4 separate regions of the Zea mays genome follow, and all the other regions are linked to region 2. Evidence: chromatin contacts called from public Hi-C data. All regions are on one chromosome and are shown on one strand. The core of a region is the stretch at or near the end of the contact, and the rest is flanking DNA. Distances in the headings are between cores, read along the strand shown. Region 1 has its middle 73 kb from the start of LOC100501848. Region 2 holds the start of LOC100191313. Region 3 holds the start of LOC100275657. Region 4 holds the start of LOC107604626.

What was found. Hi-C and Micro-C count contacts between places; a contact is called where the count stands out from the background.
Region 1: a Hi-C map of tassel shows a contact between it and region 2, with 4 times the contacts expected there. The contact joins the enhancer-like site here to the promoter of LOC100191313 in region 2. A contact is called at or near these places in 8 of 25 Hi-C or Micro-C datasets (bundle sheath, ear, leaf and 2 more).
Region 3: a contact with region 2 is called in a Hi-C map of bundle sheath, with 3 times the contacts expected there. The contact joins the promoter of LOC100275657 here to the promoter of LOC100191313 in region 2. A contact is called at or near these places in 11 of 25 Hi-C or Micro-C datasets (bundle sheath, ear, endosperm and 5 more).
Region 4: a Hi-C map of endosperm shows a contact between it and region 2, with 3 times the contacts expected there. The contact joins the promoter of LOC107604626 here to the promoter of LOC100191313 in region 2. A contact is called at or near these places in 7 of 25 Hi-C or Micro-C datasets (bundle sheath, ear, endosperm and 3 more).

What each region holds. Positions count from the first base shown.
Region 1 is chr7:114,028,337-114,031,645 of Zm-B73-REFERENCE-NAM-5.0, reverse strand. No RefSeq gene overlaps it. Among protein-coding and RNA genes, the nearest start is that of LOC100501848, 73 kb to the left of the region's middle. Within about 2 kb of position 1,850, at least 16 of the 20 cell types and tissues checked have an H3K27ac peak or open chromatin away from gene starts, as enhancers often do. A contact at or near this core is called in bundle sheath, ear, leaf and 1 more, where this site is marked.
Region 2 is chr7:114,287,325-114,290,691 of Zm-B73-REFERENCE-NAM-5.0, reverse strand. LOC100191313 reads right to left here and starts at 1,996. Exons shown (of 11, transcript NM_001358442.1): 1 at 1,816-1,996. The coding sequence starts at 1,881.
Region 3 is chr7:114,614,389-114,617,568 of Zm-B73-REFERENCE-NAM-5.0, reverse strand. LOC100275657 reads right to left here and starts at 1,864. Exons shown (of 3, transcript NM_001149692.2): 1 at 1,646-1,864; 2 at 1,448-1,532; 3 at 969-1,350. The coding sequence starts at 1,657. The coding sequence ends at 1,172. LOC542626 (mismatch binding protein Mus3) reads right to left here. Exons shown (of 21, transcript XM_020541216.2): 21 at 2,647-3,180. LOC100285796 (dihydrolipoyllysine-residue acetyltransferase component of pyruvatedehydrogenase complex) reads left to right here. Exons shown (of 6, transcript NM_001158686.3): 6 at 487-690. The coding sequence ends at 591.
Region 4 is chr7:113,946,381-113,949,587 of Zm-B73-REFERENCE-NAM-5.0, reverse strand. LOC107604626 reads left to right here and starts at 1,779. Exons shown (of 2, transcript NM_001323503.1): 1 at 1,779-2,566. The coding sequence starts at 1,913. LOC100501866 reads right to left here and starts at 2,879. Exons shown (of 2, transcript NM_001196507.2): 1 at 1,826-2,879; 2 at 626-910. The coding sequence starts at 2,578. The coding sequence ends at 878.

The sequences.
Region 1 (3,309 bases), core at 601-3,100, 260 kb after region 2:
GCTTGTACAATATCTTAAACTGAAGATACATCAACTTTAGTAAAGCCTTCTGCTGAAGCCTGAAGCTAGCTTAGTGGTAATTCTTTGCTTAGACAAATGCAGGAAGCTCTCATGATCAGTTCTGAAAACGAACTCCTGGTGTTATATACACTCCTCATAAGTAGGCAGTGCTTAATTCCTAACAAATACTGGCTTGCTCAAATAAGCTACAGTTTCATAAGTACAGCACCAAAACCCGCTTCAGTAGCATCAGTCTCCAAGACAAAAAAAAAAAGCTTTGAAAAAAAAAACTAGAATGGCTAACGCTGGAGCATGTACCAAAGGCTTGCTTGAGTTGCTGAGGCAGTTTCAGTAACTGAAGTCCAGACATATGGAATCCCTTTTTCCAACAAATCAGATAAGCGTTCGCTGATCAATCCGTAATGCCTAATAAACTTTGTACAATATCCTGTTAAGCCCAGAATATCCCTCAACTCCTTAATTCTTTGGTGTAGGCCACCGCTCCACAATAGCCATTTTTTTAGGGTTCAGCGACCCTTTGCCTGAAATACAACGCACCAAATGCTCTAGCTCAGACTCAGCAAATAAAAATTTTGATAATTTAGTCTGTCTGATGCTTCGTCGAGATATCTTTAGGATCGTATGACGTTAAAATAGGCAATCAGGGCGGTGAAATATTGCGGAAGCATAAAAATATTTACGCCACTTTCTTCTAATCACAAAACCAAAATATAGCACTTTTATAAATCTGAACAGATTGTTGTTACGTTAGTAAAAACATTGCCGACCAAAATCCATAACTTGGATTGATCTCAAAATGTAACAGATTAAACTAGATAAAATTATGTCTAACCCAACTATAATCGCGTCGATCGGAATTCTGGTCTAAAGTTATTAACGAAACAAGATCATTGATCCAGAGAGTAATGAAAATTAATCTAGATCTAATTTCGAAATTAAACATCATCATCATCATCAACATCAACATAGTCTTTTAGTCTCAAGCAAGTTGGGATATGCTAGAGTTGAAAGCCAATAAGATGTCACCAAAAGGATAAAGAAAGAGAAAGGGGAGGAGAAAAGCTTTTGAAGCACTAAAAGAAAAAAAAGGCATAATCACGGTTCAGTCATGTGGATAGCTTCTTTCCAAGCACTTCTATCCAAACACAACTTTTCATTCCTTCAAATCCCTTTTGATTGCTTCCTCCCATGTTAAGTTTGATCAATTTCTACATCTCTTCACATTATTGTCCCGTCTTATGATGCCTCTATGCACCGGTGTCTTTGAGGCATTCCGGTGGACATGACCAAACCATCTCAACCGGTGCTGAATAAACTTTTCTTCAAATAGCGCTACTCTTTCGAAATTAAACAATAACCGGAAAAGATTAATATCTCAAACTTTGTAGATCAGTTAATAGATGCCTTAGTAATAATCTAGATGTGCCAAAACATCGGTCACCATTGAAAACAAATATTCAATCTAGAACCAAAACTAATAATCCAATTAATCAAACAAAGAAAGAGGAATAACATTGCCGCACTAATATTGCATAATCAATTATTTAATCATCAAAATTTGTGTACAAAAGTGCTCCTCCAAAGCACCAGAGAGTTCTCCCTTGATATCTCCTGAAAAATCTAGATTAATCTCTCCAATAAATCTAATCTAGAGTCTAAAATTTCTAATGTGCGTTCTAAGAAAAAGAAAAAAACAGTCTCTATTTATAAGGACTTGCAGTCCTAATCCAGCCCAAACTCAAATTCCACCTAACCGCATGGGCCATGCGCCCATGCCTCAGCCTCCATCGGGTCGCTAGCGCCTCCTCGGCTTGGGCCGCCAACGCCTCCTCAGGCTGCCACCGCAACCACGCCATGGCGCTCCTGTGGGCCGTGGCCAGCGGACAAGCCACGCGCGTACGCTTGAAGCCGCTCCCAGCAAACGGACCGCCTCCACGCCACGCTGCAGGCAGCAGGATGCTGGAGTGGATTTTTTTTTTTCATCCGGAATACAAAGAATATCTTTTACGGCCTCTCACATCAATCCATAGATGAGCAAGCGGACCGCCTGATACGGCACGGTCCGGGCCCAGACCAGACACGGCCTAAATAGGCATGGCACGAATAGGCCCACGGGCCTATCGGACCGGGTCTGTACAGTCCTGTGTGCCTCGCTAGGGGCCTAGGCACGGCCCTTCGGGCCGTTTTTCGGGCCGAGCCAGCCCGAAAAGACCTGGCCCAGAAGAGTAACAGAAAAACATAGTTTGAACAAAAACATGCACAATCAACATTCAACACAGTTTGAATAAAATGTACACAAATATTGAGCTGTTAGTGCAATGCCGCCTCATTAAAAACATTCTTAGGTAAAACTCACACCTCGTAAGAAACCCTAGAAAGGAAAAAAAGTACGACCAGCTCAGTTTATAATTAAAATATTTAAAGTTATTACAAGCCAAAGTGTCAGATCAGATCAGAATTCAGAAACACTTTACACTTCACATTCTCAGCCTCACAAGATCAATTCAAACTCAGGCAGCAGCACCTTCTTCATCCAGCCAAATCTCTTTGAAGGACTCCTCTAACTCATTGTCCACCATATCATGTTGTGTCCGTTGTTGGCCTAGCTCCCAATCTTTGATGCACACCAACATCTCCACTGTCTCTACGTTCAAGCGTCATTGCCGATCCTCAAGAATCCTGCCAGACAAACTGAAAGTAGACTCCCAAGAAGTAATTGAGGCAGCAACAGACATAATGTCTCTAGCCATATGAAGCGTCCCGATCCTTTGAGACTCAAATGTGATACAATCACTAGTCCCAGGAGGCTAGTAAATACATTCATTTCTTCAAATAGTATAGAGTTTCGAATAATAGTTATTACAATACCAAAATACAAGCTCTAGCGAGCCTGGGAACATAGCACAATGGAAGATCATCTAGCCCAAGCCACAGGCAGACTAGGTGCAGACACAACCCCCTTCTAGTCGAACATAGCAGAAAAGAAGTCTTCAGCTGCTGAAAAACATAAATAAAATCTGGGTGAATACACTAGGTATTCTGCAAGCCCATCCCGCCCGTAACGAGGGAGGGACCTATACAATACATGCTTGGTATGGTGGAGTTAAAGTCGCTCTTTTCTTTTTCAGAGAAAGGCAATACTTTTGTCGTTTTACCCAAGAGAGAGGAGTAGCACATTTTCACACTCAACCACCACTGAGCTTCCCGCTCACGTGGTATTACTTTTATTTCCAAAAACACCCACACACTTGCCCTTCTTACGAAGCTTAAAAACACTAATTGCCATAC
Region 2 (3,367 bases), core at 747-3,246:
AAAGAAGCACCAATGAATTAAGGGCTTAAGGGTTGATAACTTCATCGTGCCATCTGGCTCTTGTATCCACCAAACCATCACCTTGGCGGAACCCAAACCCAAGCCACCCCATCTCCACATCCACAAGCGAACTCTGCAACAGGCTAACGTCTCTCAGTTCTGCCAATTCCACTTGCACCACTGGAACTCAACAAGCAACCTACAGATTGATCCATGCCTAATTTGCTCGCCGTTTCCAACACCCTAGGCCCCAAGCCCTCAACAAACCTACCAAGCAGACAAATATCGTGAAACGGCTCCATTGATCCATATAGCAGCTAGAACCATAGCGATAGATTGGGAGCATGGATGATTAGTTCCTAGTCGTTGGTGTCCACTTCGATCCAGGAGCTGGTGCCCTTAATCTCACCACGCCGCCACTGAGGGGAGGAAGGAACGAATAGTGCGATTTCTTGTCACAGTCTCCTATTTTGGATCCTGAGTAGAAGTGTGCTTTTGCAGATTGGGTCTTCTAGTTTGGTGAATTTATATGTACCCACTGCTGTTTATGGAAGGTGTCCAAATCAATCGGGTTGTGATGCTGGAGACAACGTGGAAGCTGTAGTTAGATAAGGATGCTGATAGGGTGTTCACCGTGCACATGGTTTGCATTTTGGCTGTGCGGATATAAGTTTGCCTATATTAGTTGGACCACATTGTACATGTATGGTTGATAGGTGCCATTGCACCTGTGAACCATCCCTATTTGAAAGACCGTCAATGTTTACGTCATGCTTGTGTTGCCTTATCTTGGTGCATACACACATACACATTTAGTTATCGATCCAATCAGAATCTTTTTCTAGCATGTCAAACTGTTAAAATAAGTGGCGTGAATCTGAGACAATTGCAGTAGAACATGAGCTGAGTAATCAGACGATTCTTCATTTTATCCTAGCTGATAAATAAAGAGATGTCATCTCCTTACAATCTCTACTGTAGATTGTAAGCAAGTAATATTGATTTACTCCTTATATCTGTAACCTTCATTGCTACCAGTTTCTTATCTAGAGAGCTGAAATAACCAGAGAAAGGGTGTTGATAGCATCTAAGGTTTGTGTTGTATGAACTTAGGTATACTGAAAAATTTAGATTTCAAAAGCTCTGTTTTATGGCAGCCACAGCATGCACCTATTTGATCCACTCCAACCACATTACCAAATAGATGAAAATGCAGCATTACATCCTAAAGCTGCCTAGAAACAAACTGGCAGGAAGTAGCTTATACTGATAAGATCTAACATCAACAAGTCAAGAATGGCTCCTGAGCATAGACCGACACTGCAATAACTAATCAATGCCCGTGCCCACGAGGTAATGAGGTATTATGTTGCCTTTTCTTTTATAATCGAACATACAACCTACAGCGATGTATGGTAGCCATAATAGATTGACTACAACGTATGCTCTATCTACCAACTATAAAGGGAGCAACTAATGAACTAATTACTAATGCCTGATAACTTCGCGTTGCCATCTGATTCCTGTATGAAAACATCATAAAGGAACCCAAACTGAAACCAGAAAGTACACAGGCGAACTCTGCAACAGCTCTCCGTTCAGCCTGTTACACACTCGCACCACCAGAACCAAACCAGCAACCTACAGACTGGATCCAAGGAAGCTTCGCTCGCGGCTTCCAACACTCTCATGTCTCATCGCCCCCGCAGGGGAACCAGCCAAATCCTAGACCCCAAACGAACCTAACAAGCAGCCCGCCAATACATCCAGCAACTAGAACCATAGCGACAGATCGGGAGCGCAAGGGCTGCCTACCTTGTCGGTAGGATCCACTTCGATATGGAAGCTGGATCCCTTGAGCGTCTTCACGGAGACCTTCATTTCGCCGCCGGCGCCTACGTCGAACCGGAGGGTTGGACCGTTGAGGCGGACAGCAGAGGTCAGGCGGCGTAGGAGAGGAAGGCGAGGAGATTTTTATTCCGGCCCCTACTGAGAGGGAGATTTTTTGCCGGCAGGGTCCTCAAGTTTAACGAATTTATATGTTTCTGTTGCTGTGTTTAGGAAGGTCCTGATTATTTGAGCTTCTAGTTAGCATCTCATTAGCTAAAAGCTAAAAAAACATATAGCTTTTTTTGTTTGTCGGGTACCGAGGAACCGCGTGCCTAAAGTAGGCCCAAGATTCTTAACGTCTCATCCACCAACCAAGCTTTCACTAAGCAACTCTACGTGGCGGAGCGGCCGACCAAGTCCTTACCGAGCAACCCTGCGAGACGGGGTGGTCGACCAATTCCTTGTCGAGCAACCCTGCGAGGCAGAGCGGCTGACCAACTCCCTATCGAGCAACCCTATGAGGCAGAGCAGCCGACGAAGTCCTCACCGAGCAACCCTGCAAGATGGAGTGGTCGACCAGCTCCTTGTCGAGCGACCCTGCGAGGCAGAGCAGCTGACCAACTCCCTGTCGAGTAACCCTACGAGGCAGAGCGAACAACCAAGTACTCACCGAGCAACCCTGCAAGACGGAGGCCACGATCTAGTACTACTGACCCACGTCAGCTGTGACAAGACGCGTCACCACCAAACCACGTTCGGACCACGAGCGTGGCATACCGAAGGGGTGTCGAGATGTAACAATCAATGATTTGATACGATGGTACGTCACCACATACAGTCTCTGGTGTATCCCGTTTTCCTTATGAGGCCAGTCAACCCCGGTCGTGGGGGATCCAAGCACCGGAGTCTCTACAGTAACCCGCATACCGGGAAGGACAGGACAATACACTATACCGGGTGTACGCCTACACACGCTGGAGGATCACACAAGACTCATGACAAAAAGCGAGACCACACTACGCACGGCCACCGATGGCAGGGGCCCTATCCCACCAGAGGTTGTGGAGGTCATGTCCTCCGTATAAGTAGACGGGGAGATGCTCCCCCTAGCCTAGCACGAGTCAGGCGTGCGGCCTTGATGGCAGCGTCCTCGGGGATAGGAGGAAGGGAGGCTTTGACGGTCCCAAGCAGGTTGCAGTGCAACCATCGATGAGTCCCTTGCAAAAGCAAATCTCTCGAGGAAAGTAGGAAGAAAGGGGAAACTGACCAAATCACTCAACTTTGTGTGGTTTAAAGACAAGGGACCCCCTCTCCCAAGAAATCCGACGTCACTCCCGTTGTAATAGATAGGACATGGGCCATGACCTCCGCCTTCTCAAGATTCACGATGGAGTGGCGATCGGAGTCGTTGTCGTCGATGAACCGCCACATCGGCCTCTACGAGCCGCGATCGGCTGGAGACGCCGCTACATGAAGGTGTGTATCAGCCTCACACCGAAGAGACCCGCCTCTACTGCTTGGCGATGGCATCCAGTAT
Region 3 (3,180 bases), core at 615-3,114, 330 kb before region 2:
ATGTAAGAGGCACGGTGTAGGCTTGCTGCGGTTTCAGATTCACACTTCTATGTTAGCAAGGTGATGATTAGTTTTTTTTTGTGTGTATCTAAGTTGGTTTTTATACTAAATCATAATTATGTGTTGTGATAAAGTTTTGTTTGGTGGTATCAATCATGTCATGATAAATCAGTAATTACAATGCTTGGCCTCCTTATTCAGTACTAGTGATTAACACTGATTATTTTCTGTCACATAAGTACATACTAATGATCTCCAATGATGTGTTATAATTTTTGTTGTCAATAAGAACTATTCTAGATTTATACAACACCATACCATCCTATTCTCAAAACAACAACGAAGTCTTTTGTGCTGAGCAATTTGGGGGTGGGGTAGGCATCATACTCACAGAACAGGGGCAAAAAAAAACCCCCCACGATCCTGGTCCATAATAGCAACCAATTTTCCCTGCAGAGATGGTTGATCCTGCCATTTGTTTTTCAGGTGAATGTTACTGCTGATCACAGGATTATCTATGGTGCTGATTTGGCAGCATTCCTGCAAACATTTGCAAAGATTGTTGAGGATCCTGAATGCCTCACATTGTAAGGGAAGCTTCATACAAGTTCTCAATTTTTTTTTATTCACAATTGGAAGACAATGCCAATATAGATAATAAAAAGACACTTTTCAATGTTATATCTCCACATACAGATTTTTGTGTACAGTTTATACACTGATCGTTTTCGCTCCGTGTGTTTATCTATTCTTGGAGGGAGACCCTGATTCAAGAAACCATGAATTGTGTAAACACTTTGGGGCATTAATAATGATAGAGGCTGCTTCCTGGTTCCTATATAGATCTTGTTTATGTCTTAACTGGACAATACTAATTGACAGGAAATTCAACAGATCATTTTTTCCTGTTTTGAGTAAAGTTAAAGCAAACGAGCATAGCCTCTCTGGTCGCATCAGATGGACTTTTAGAACGGTACCTAGATTTTTTTTCTGGTTACTTCAACAAGCCTTCACAGTTACAGAACAAAATGATGCAGGATTCCTAAATTACAAGAAGGTAAAAGATGCCAGGCAGGCATATGGTTACGTCCTCTGAGGCGGGCCTGCCTTGGTGAAGAGTGAAGAGAATAGCAAGCAGTTCTCCAGAGTACGTATTGGTGACGTGGTTCCTTCAGGACATGTGGCCGTCGGGGCCGCCTTCTGGGGCTGCCGGCGAGGCCTCGCTGAGGTCGAGGATCTCGACGCGGCGGTTGGTCCGCTTCCTGATCTTGATGGCCACGTCCTGCGGGCTGAAGGCGCCCCACACTACGACCCGGCCGTGCTTCTTGTCGATCAGGTGTTTCTCCAGCTCTGCAAAAAAACCAAAAAGGTTCAGTTCAGAGAAGCTTCACAAACCGAGGTTTCAGCCTTTCAGGCATCACCGCAGATGGGCGGCTAGAGTGTTTACCTCGCATCTGGAGGAGCGCCCTCCTGATCCTCTGGTAGCACCCGTTGCAGTCGATGTTCATCCTCAGGGTCATGCAGTAGGACTGCTGCTGAGAGTAAAGAGCACACGTCACTTAACTGCCTCTCGGAGTTTCAGCTCTCGACAACAATTTTGCTAGGACTGACATAACATGAAACCCTCATGTTGGCACGCACTCACCCTGTAGTCCATGGAGCTCTTCTCCTCCCGGCGGCGGCGGCGACGGTTTCGACTGGCCGGAGGGGAGGAGGTGCAGAGTGTGAAAAAGGCCGCCGCAGGGAGAGCGAGGACCGAGTGCTGTTAAGGGCGGCCAGCAGAGGAAAGGAAGGGATTAGCGTGCGAGGCGCTGCTTGATGCTCGCTTTGGTGTGCTTCGCTTTGCTTGCAGCCGTACTTGACTACTTGTAACTTGTGAGCCTGATCTTTTATGGACGCTTCACTCGAGTGATTCATTCCCGTGTGGGCTCGATCTATGTGCTTTTTGGGAATCAGATTCCGGGGCACAAGCAGCGCAGGCTGGCTTCCATGCAGTGCCCTTTCCGCTTCCACACATCCTTTTTCTACGACTGCTCTGCTGTTCTTCGGCTCGTTGATTCGGAGTTTTGGACCGTGGACCCGCTTATATGCTTTCACATTTTGGTTACTTTTAGATTCATCGACTCCTACGGTAATCGGTATTGCTAGTATTCTGCAAGGTCCCGTGGGAAGGTTATTAGCACTCTTTACATGTTCATTTTAATCTTAATTCATATAGATGGAAGGAGATTGAATGGATTTAAAGTGCTAGTTTGAAAGCAAAGTGTGGACTTGTTCAAACGTCGGGTCACATAAAGGTTGGATCGTTCAAACGTCGGGTCAAGTAAAGATTGGATCGTGTAAATATTGGATCGTTTGATCCGGCTCATGTCCAACTCATGCATAGTATCGAGTTATGTTAGATTAGCCCATGCCTCTATTGAACACGTCGGGTTAGATTTTTTCTAGATTGGGTCGGATTTTTTTAGCTTAGATTAGGTTTGGGATGAACTGTACCTAACCCATGGATGGTTACTGGTCAAACACTAGCATATACCCATACATCGCATTAATCAGATTTGCATTAATCAGTTTTTTTTCGAGCAAGTTCGTTGGATCAGAAGGTCTATGCTCAGATCTAACAAGGAGAGGTAAAGAGAAAAAACCTATCATAAATAATTAAATATCTTATTTAAATAGTATCTCCTAAAATTCCTCACCCCAGGAGATCCCAAAGGATTTAAGTTCACAAACTAACCCAGATGGGAATAACCGTAGTAAGATTCATGTCCACGTGTCCTGTATCGTTCTACGATAAGGCTATAAAACGTTGGAGTGGGGCCTATTTTGTTTTGGATTACAGCTCAAATCTCGACTAAATACAAGCTCGAACTTTTCAGAATACAAAAAGGCACTAAAATTAATCCTAAGTTGCCTTGCAACTTCGAGAGAGTAGTTCTGATTTACATATAGTAATCATAATTAACCCTTCAGGAAAGTTACAGTCCGGGATGTTTCTCCACGTCTCAGGTCAGCACTGATCCAACACCCTACCGAGCTCGAACAAACCAGGACAGACCAATACCTTGGGGCTCCTGGCCTGGTAGGAGAATTAGTGAGGGCACAAAATTGTTGGAAGGGATAGTAAAGCTGTAGACGCAGAATTCTCAATCCACGTCCCATCAATGAATCCTGACACAT
Region 4 (3,207 bases), core at 530-3,029, 340 kb after region 2:
CGACGACTAAAAAAGAACGCCAGGGGCCTGATATGCTGCTAGCCTGCTATACTGCTACGGCAGTCAGCGCACCACCGTTCGTCCGCCATTTGGGCGTCGCTAGCTGTTTAGTTTACACAGTTACTTCAAACGCACGTTGCGTTCAGCGTGTGTGCGCGCGCCTGCACCGGCAAGATCCCCTGAAATCATGCGCGCGCCGGCATGCATGCATGCATGCTACAAATCCGGCTTTCCGGCCTAGCTCGGCTTAATTAGTTTATACCACAGCTAGCTTTTCTTTGACCATCCATCCATATGCAACCACCCACAAACTATATACATAAATATATGACACCGTTGATTTTTTTTATTTTTGAAAACTTTGATTCACTTGTCTTAATCAAAATATTTATTTAAAAATATAAAATTTTAAATCAAGCATAAACTACCTTAATCGATAAAACAAATAAAAAAATAAATGATAATTCATTGTTTTGAATATGAGACGAGTTGTTAAAGTTAAAAAAAATCAACGGTATCATATATTTATGAACAGAGTGAGTACTGCTATATTAGTATATATTATTCCGGTGTGTATGGTTTTAGATCTGCTTAAGGCCTGATTTGGTGGTAAGGGATTCCGAGGGAATCCATAAGAAGGAATCCCCTTGTTATTTAAAATTGAATTGTAAGGAGATTTCTCTCCTACAAATCAGCCCTAATTATGTTGATATCGCGATTCGCGCGCGCACACACAACACCGTGCGCGTGTTCCATCATGACTGATGATGATTGCAATAAAGGACGATGATACATGGTACTACGACGTTGGCGATACGGGCGTTGTAGTGGTCGGTTAGTTGCCCAGTCCCGATCTCGATCTTCTCTCGTTTTCCCATCATCGTTTCTGGAAGAAGGCCGTCACTTGTTCCTGAGAAAGAAAAAAGAAAAGAAAAAGGGTGAAATCGGGGGACCGGCCCAGCACTGAAAAAGCACGAAAGGCAAATGAGAAAAAAAGGGAAGTTAATAACAGCGGCAAGAAAAAAAAACCTGGCCGTTTCATATATGCGTGTGTGTACACACTAGGGCATAATCCTCTTCATACCTCTAGAGTCTAGTACGTACCTAACATACGCACCGACCAACCGACCACCGCGCGTATAATTCTGTGTGCATGGTAGCTAGGTGCTGCATATATACGTACAGAACAGGCGAGAGGTCAGCTAAGCTAGCTAAATTTAGGGGCTAAATTTGCGAGCGACCAAACTGATAAAATGAAGTTTTCAGAGGAAACATCGGTGTGCGTGCAATGCAATGCAACGACACACGGAGACCTGGACCAAATGAAGACACGGCCTAGTAGCTAGAATAATCTGCCTTGATCAATCTTAGTTTGCGTAGTTAATTAACTGGTCAAGGAAAACCTACTTATCTTGCTCGAAACCTGGAGGAAGTAAGAAACGGTCGGACCAGCAGTTGCATTGCAGTTGTAGGTAACCAAGACTGACCAGAGAGGGGCTTACACGCACCAAGATACGCGCGGCGCGCGGGAGAACCGGTATTTGTGTGGAAACTTGCGTCGATCGTTGGATCGAGATCCGACGGCTCGGATTTATCAGCAGAGGTTAAGAAAACACGGGCATCCGTTTTCTGTGCCGCATCGCCCATCGGAAGAGACAGGACGATGGAGATTTGTTGGCACCAAACTCGATGGAGAGGCCCCCCAAGGCCCAAGCGCAGCGGACAAGCTTTTATAACTGACCTGCTCGCCTCTCTTTCCTTTCCCTCTCTCTCAGCTAGTCCTCCAAACCCCCACGTACTATACTACGTACGTTATTAACCCCACCTCCCCAGCAGCTAGCATCTCCTCGTCGCTAGCAAAGCAACACCCGAAGGCCTGCGGGCGCGCGGCGTGCGGCCACGCCACCGCGCCATGGGCAACGCTCTGGCGGGCAGGCGGCGCGCGGCCAAGGTGATGACGGTGGACGGCGCCACGTTCCGCTACAAGACCCCCGCGGCGGCGTGCGCGGCGCTGCGCGGCCACCCGGGCCACCAGCTCCTGGAGTCGGAGGAGGTGCGGCGGCTGGGCGTGCGCGCGCGCCCGCTGGACCGCGACGCGCCGCTCAAGCCCGGGAAGCTCTACTTCCTGGTGCAGATCCCCCGCGGCGGCGCCGGGGACGGCGACGACCCGCGCGCGCCGCGCAAGACGTGGTCGGGCGCGCTGCGCGTGGGCGCCCGCGAGCGCCTGGAGGGCCTGATGCTGTCCCGGCGCACCGTCTCGGACGTGTCGTCCATCCTGCCGCCGCCCGCCGCCGCGCGCCTCGCCGCCGCGTCGCCGTCGCCGTCGCCGCCGTCGTCCGTGGAGGTGGGCGCCGACGGCGCGGTGCGGCTGCGCATGCGCCTGCCCAAGGCCGACGTGGCGCGGCTGATGCAGGAGAGCCGGGACCCCGCCGAGGCCGCCGAGCGGATCATGCAGCTGTGCGTGGCCAGGGACCAGGGCGTCGTCGCAGCGCCGCCGCCCTCCGCGCTGATGTCCGGCAAGAACCCGGCGCCGGCGGCGGCTCCAGCGCCGGCGTTGAAGAAAGAGGTGAGTGGGCATGCATGCATGATCCCTTCCCTTGCAACAACAACTCCTCTGATCGAGTTGCAGCTTAAACACACAACTGCAAGGCCACCTATAGAGCTGGTTATAGGGAACAATTAACCAATCATTATCCCGAAGCCGTCCCGTGACACTAGTTGGACTTAGCTAGGAGTAGGACACGGGCAAAACCAAATGCGCAAAGACGACGGCGCATCGCGATCGTGCAACGTACTGTTGCGACGCAAAATCAATAGGAAACTTATGGGCGCTCAGCTCGTTTGGAAATTGGAAGACGACGACAATGGAACGGATCGGATGGGCTGTGGCTTCACTCTCGTGCTCAGCTTTGTTTTTGTAGTAGGTACTCACTGCACTTAACAAATCCAGCGTCGTGCGTGCATGCCAGCCCTCCTTGTACTACATGTCAACTAGATAGCCCAGCGCGTAAGCTTGCTTGCTTGCTAATGGGGTCCACGTCGCATGAGGGCGACCACACGCGTCCGGCTAATCGCCCCTGCATGTGCCTAAGATTCCGCGTCTGTGTTAGACTAACCCCCGTGTCCCCGTCCGAGCCATTGGCAATTTTGCCATTATCATTTGTGGGCTTCGCCAGTATGCCATCGGACCCACAAATCATAGACACA